Regions from separate parts of the Gossypium hirsutum genome. Here region 2 is linked to region 1. Evidence: chromatin contacts called from public Hi-C data. All regions are on one chromosome and are shown on one strand. Each heading gives the region's core, a stretch centred on a gene start, on an enhancer-like site or on the middle of the called end of the contact. The rest is flanking DNA. Distances are from core to core; before and after follow the strand shown.

What was found. A called contact is a pair of places that touch in the nucleus more often than the background predicts.
Region 2: a Hi-C map of leaf shows a contact between it and region 1, with 6 times the contacts expected there. The contact joins the enhancer-like site here to the promoter of LOC107929452 in region 1. A contact is called at or near these places in 20 of 34 Hi-C or Micro-C datasets (anther, callus, fibers and 4 more).

What each region holds. Positions count from the first base shown.
Region 1 is chrA08:110,005,884-110,008,926 of Gossypium_hirsutum_v2.1, forward strand. LOC107929452 (abscisic acid 8'-hydroxylase CYP707A2) reads right to left here and starts at 1,556. Exons shown (of 7, transcript XM_016860880.2): 1 at 1,294-1,556; 2 at 882-1,200; 3 at 386-772; 4 at 123-297. The coding sequence starts at 1,493.
Region 2 is chrA08:110,079,752-110,082,794 of Gossypium_hirsutum_v2.1, forward strand. No RefSeq gene overlaps it. Among protein-coding and RNA genes, the nearest start is that of LOC107929423, 28 kb to the right of the region's middle. Within about 2 kb of position 1,495, at least 5 of the 9 cell types and tissues checked have an H3K27ac peak or open chromatin away from gene starts, as enhancers often do. A contact at or near this core is called in hypocotyl and leaf, where this site is marked.

The DNA.
Region 1 (3,043 bases), core at 306-2,805:
AGATTGAATTATCTGTATTGAAATGTGGACCGATCAAGATTTCAAATCAAATGAAATCTTTTATCACTAAAGAGTGACTTAGTATGTGTATATATATTGACAGAGGTTGTGGTGCAACTGACCTTCATATTCAACATCAGCCACTGCTTCTCTGAAGGTAAAAGATAAAATCGAAGCAACCCTAAGTGTCTCCTGAATCACTCTTGAAGTTATGGGCATCTTCTTGGTATCTGCCCAGCTCAGAGTTTGCTCCTCACCGCATTTCTCTTTACCTTTCATTATGGCCTCTTGTTCATCCTGTAAAACACCACAAGAAACAACCAAGTCAGTGTGTCTATGGTGGAGTTTTCTTGGACTAGTCCCATAGGAGGAGCAATAAACTTACCGTGACAGCTTGAAGAACGCTGGGGTTTTCTCCAAGGTACTTAATTATCCAAGTGAGTACACTAGCGGTGGTGTCACGAGCAGCAAAGATTACACCAATGATGTTATCAGCGATTTGTTCATCGGTGAGGCCTTCTTTATCACCCATGAAAGAACCCAACAAGTCATTGTACTCCTGCTTCGTTTCTCTCCTGGTCGATATGATTTTGGCCAGGATCTGAGCTAGCTCTTTCCTTGCTTTCATCGATTTGTTGAAAAGTGTACCCGGAATGTTAATGGGCATCGAGTTATAACCTTTTTCTAATATGTAATAACACCTCTTCAGATCTTCTCTGTACTTCACTTCATCCTCTCCGAATATCGATAGCAGCGCAACATTGAATGTGTACTGCAAATATAAAAAATATATTTGATATCAACATATCATCAAACACAGGGTAAACAAAAACAGAGGAAACAACCCTGTTTTTTTTTCCCTCTCTGTTTTTTAGGCTTACCGTTTTCATTTCTTGGAAAGTGGTAATCAGCCTGCCTTCCAATGACTGGAGAGAATCTTTGGCAATGGATTCGATGTTGGAAACGAAGCTTTTGATGGCTTCAGGCACGAAGGCACGGAGCACAAGCTTCCTCAATTTGGCATGGTACTGTCCTTGGCTAAAGAAAATGGCTTGTTTGCCCAACATCCTCTCTTTACTGGCCGGAAACGTTGGCTTGAAGAGGTGAGACTTGGTGACAAGCACAAATTTCGCAGCTTCCGGGCTGGAAATCATCACACAGGGACACCCGAGTATATGGGTCTTGAATATGGAGCCGTACCTATATAAAAACAAACAAACACAAGCCACAGCCCATTGTAAGCATGCATTACATTACACTGCAAAGAACATGCCACAAAGAAAAATAACACACCTTTTCTGCTTGGAAGCAAAGAAGACATTTGGGTTTTGGGAGTAGAGCTGAAAGGTTTCACCGATGTACGGCCAACCCAAGGTGCCTGGCGGGAGGGGTAAATCCCGGGATTTTTTGGATTTGAACAAATTAAGCAGAGAATTGAAGAGAAAAATAAAGAAAATGGAAGCAAATAAGGGAATCATGAAATAGAATGCCATGTTTAATAAATTATAAATAGGGTGGAAATCTTGGTAGCTGAATGGTGAAGAAGTTGTGTGATGGAAACAAGTGAGCAGCAGGTATATATATAGGGGGGGGGGACTGGGGATTGGGTCGGGCTCGGTCGGGTCGGGTTAGAAATATGAAAAGGATATAGGAAGGGAAAAGGAAGGGGGTTTGAAATACAACTTGAATCCCCCACACGCGGAATCTCCCTCCAGCTCATTGCATGTTTTCTAGTTCTACTCATCTGTACTCTTTATCCGTGCTAATATATTTTCTGTGACTCAGTTCATTGTTACATATTCTATTTTTATTATTTTATTAATATTAAAATTTCATCTCACTATTTTTTTTATTTAATTACCGATGTTAACGTTATCAGTAAAGGTCAAAGCTTTAAACCTTGTGCTTTTAGTTATATTTGTGGGTTTTAATTCGATTTGATCGGTTTATTTTAATCTTAATTATTTTGATTATTAATTTATTTTATGTTTTATCTTAGTTTAATTCTATTTTATAATTATTTGAATATATATCTATTTTTATGTGTGAGTTTTAATCTCGTGGAATAATTTTAGTCTAGATTATTTTGATTCTTAGATTATTTATATTTGATTTTGATTTGATTATAATTTGTCCTTACTTAAACTCATATTTGTGATTGTATTATAATCACAATGTTGTATAATTTTTATCTATTTCTTTTTTTTCATATATTTTTATTAATGACTGTGAATGTTTTTGTATTATTTTACAATAAAAACATAATTATTAACTATAATTTAATATATAGATTGAGTCTTAACTCGACTGACATTAAAATTATTATCAATGTAAGAAAATATGAATTCCCTGAAGTGAATTGTACTCTTATTTAAAAATTAACTAGTAACTGTAGATAATTTAAAATGATTAAATGTAAAAAAACTATAAATTAGTCATAAAATAAAAATAGCAAGCACGTGGCAGGACTGAAAGAAAAGAAAGCAGAAAGAGCGCGTGAGTGTTTGACCAGAATCAAGAAAAGGTTGGGTTTTAAGACATGAAAGAAAACGTCCCTTAAGCAAGACAAAAGGAGAGTTTGAAGTTAGAAGTATGAGTCACTTTAACGAGCTCAATCCGTACTCACTTTTTCTTTGAACATCCAAATATTGAAGGGTAGAAACCCCATAGTCTTTTACCATACCTCACTCTAAAAGTCTGCAATTTTTATACGCTTCACCAAAATCTGTGCCATATGTTTTAAATCTTAAACTAAAATAATTTGTCATTCAAAACCCCCATCTTTGAATTGGAGACAGTTCAAAGCATGCCTTTTTATTTTCAAAGCAAAACCCCACTTTGAACAAGCTGCAATAAAAGCTTATACAATATATTTATCAATATATATAATAAGCAGCCAAAAGAGTGAGAGTGTTTAATAAATGTTGGGTTGGATTTGGGTGGTGTTTTGGTGAGTCAAAACCTTTGTCAAGCCCCAACCAAAAATAAAGACTTACATATACAAGAAACGAAGTCACCGTGTACTGCTTCAATAAAAATGTGG
Region 2 (3,043 bases), core at 245-2,744, 74 kb after region 1:
AAACCTTTTCTTTATTAAGTTCTGATTTTACCATAATAGGTAGCCATCATAAAACAAACAAACCTTATACACTAAAAGAAAGAGGTTAAAAGATTATGATCAAAGCAAGATCCTCCTATCTTTAGGAAGGGTTGTGGATCCATCACAGTCCCACTTAAAAGGACCCCATTATTATTAATTTTTAGGGTAGGATTTTGACATCAGCTTTCCTTTTTCAATCTAACAAATTCTGTTTTTTTCCCTTTGTGTCTTTTGGCTACGTGCCATCAATCCACTAATATGGATAAGTTTAAATGGTTGAATGCTCTATATTATTTCTATAAATATTAAAATTCGAATTTCGTTTAACAATTTTAATACCATATGTATGTATGGCTTTCAGCTTTTTATGATAGAAAGGAAATCTATCCATATGCTCTTTGCCTTTTGACGTAAGACTAGTTAAGCATGGCCATCCATTCTAAATCCACTCCCAGCAAAACCAAAAACCACAACATATAGCCTCTGATTTAAACGTTAAATCAGCTTCAGACATGATTAGCTGTTATCAATTCTGCAACCAAAAATATCACTTGATCAAAGTGTGGTTTTATTGACCAGATTCAAAGTTAGTACAGCAAGTACCTTTTTTGACATTGAATTTTTCTTTTGGGTTTTTCCTTTTTTAGTGTTTTGACCGAAATAATTCTATGTGTTTTCATTTTCAGTTATAATATATCTTAAAATTTCTTTTATTTTATGAAGATTGAGAAATCTTTAATTTATTAAATTTTAATTTTTATAGACATTTATTAATTTTTATATACAAATTATTGAATTGTTTAATAATATTACTTAATTTAATTAGAATAAATTAAAATAGAAAAATTAATTTATTAAACTTGTTAAAATAAAGAAATGGAATTTATAATTAGACGGATCATAGAGTGAGTGACGCTGTATTTAAGTCTTAGCAAGTTGGGTGATAGTTAAATATCATAAACTCTGACCAGGAAATTTCTCACACATTTTCTTCCCAATTGATTAAACACGACAAGTTTGCATGACTCTGGTAAACGTGCATGAAGCAAGTTGTGAGGATTAAAATAATAGCTAGTGTTTAAATGAGTATAATTTTTTAATATCCGTACAGTGAAGGAGCAAAAATAAATAATCAAAGAAGGGGAGGGGGAGGTTGAGAATATTTAATGCAAGCCAGCCCATGCCGTATGCCTAAAGAATTCGTACATAGCTAAATAGGTATGGGGGCGTATGGCACTGCCAATAATACCGGTTTTTCTATGGGCCAAAACAAAACACAATACCATTTAGAGACACAAAACCAGGACAGCCTCGGTTTGCAACATTAATTGTATTATGTGCTGGCTTTCTTTGTTTTTTGTAATGAAGATAAGTTTCAACTTTTTGAGGGCTATTCTAGTATTGTTGGGGTATTCATACAGTTAATATTCCCTTCTCTCTCTCTCTCTCTCTGTCTCTCTGTGCTACTGCTGAGTTTTGTTTGTGTGTGCAGTGTGAACTGATTTAACATATATAGCAATAGTAACAGCAAAGACCACAGTATTATAGTGTGACATTATATTATTCTTGTTCTGTGCATAGATGTGTAAATTAGGTGATGATATATTATACAAAATTTGGTTTTAAATGATGTGTGGTAATATAATCCGCATAGAATAGAATTATAAACAGTGAATGTTTAAAATTTGTATGAATGAGACAATATGGGATGGGATGGGATAAACAGCCGGAAAAAAGAAAGAAATAAAATAAAATCATGCTCTTCTACCCCACTTTGATATTATATATTATTAGATTGTTTTGATATACGGGGCAACTTCTGGGGTGGATACCACTCTTGGCTAAATGAAATCCACCTTCTCATGATGTTTTCAAGCCTTAGAGAGGGACCCTAGCTACTTGTAAAGCCAAAAGCCAAATAAATAAATAAATAAAAGGATCATCGATCTAGAATGTATATTAAACAATAGTTACTGCAATAGCATGGCCTAAGTCATAAAATTCGTTTCATGCTAATCACTTTCTTTACAAGTCATTTTCTGACTTTACAGATAAGAGCATGGCTGTTTTGGAAGTGTTGGCACACCATACTTTTTTTATATTTTTAGTTGTTGTAGAGGGGATAAATATTTATTCATCAAAACAGTGTGTTTGGCAGAATGACCCAATTCTTGCTATTGTTTTTTTATTAAACATGACTTTGACCTAAATTTAGATTTAAATTGGCGTGGGATCCCATGCACAGGGAGACACGTGCTTCTATTTCATTTAAAATTACACACCCACGTACGTACGTACGTACGTATTATGTATATGGTATATAAATAATTGTAGCTGTGTCTCATTCTAATTTAACCCTAAAGTTTAAACCGAAATTGAATTACCAAATTTATGATAATTGAATCCTTCCATGAATTTCACCCCTAAATCGTTTGGAAATAAAGAGTTACGTCTAACCAGCTAACTTACTAGGAATCTAAATGAATGTGGTTCCATCTCTTTTGTCTTTTTTTTTTTTTAATTAGCAGACAAAAAAAGTCCCTGCCAACATATCCTTACAAAAAGTGCTATATTAAACAAATTCAATGACATTGATCAACACCAATGAAGAAGAAAAAGAAGAAATGAAAACTATTATGAGCAAGAAAACTAAAAATATGATACGTTGGTCCAATTAATTCAGAAACCTACATTTAAACAAATCAAGGATATATAACATGTATGACATGTCCCCATACATTTATACATATATACATTAATTTGTTAACCAATATATAAATAATTAGAAAATAAATATATACAAAATATAATATTTTCGTTTATTTATTTAGGCATAATTACTTTTGTGATCCTTCAACTTTACAAAAAAAAAGTTATTTTAACTCTCCATATTTCATCTATTTTAGCCTTTGAACTTACAATTTTTTGTCAAATCACCTCAAAGCAGATGGAAAAATTAATGTTTATTAACTTTGCTGACATGGCATACATGTGGATTACCACATAGATAACACGTTAGCAT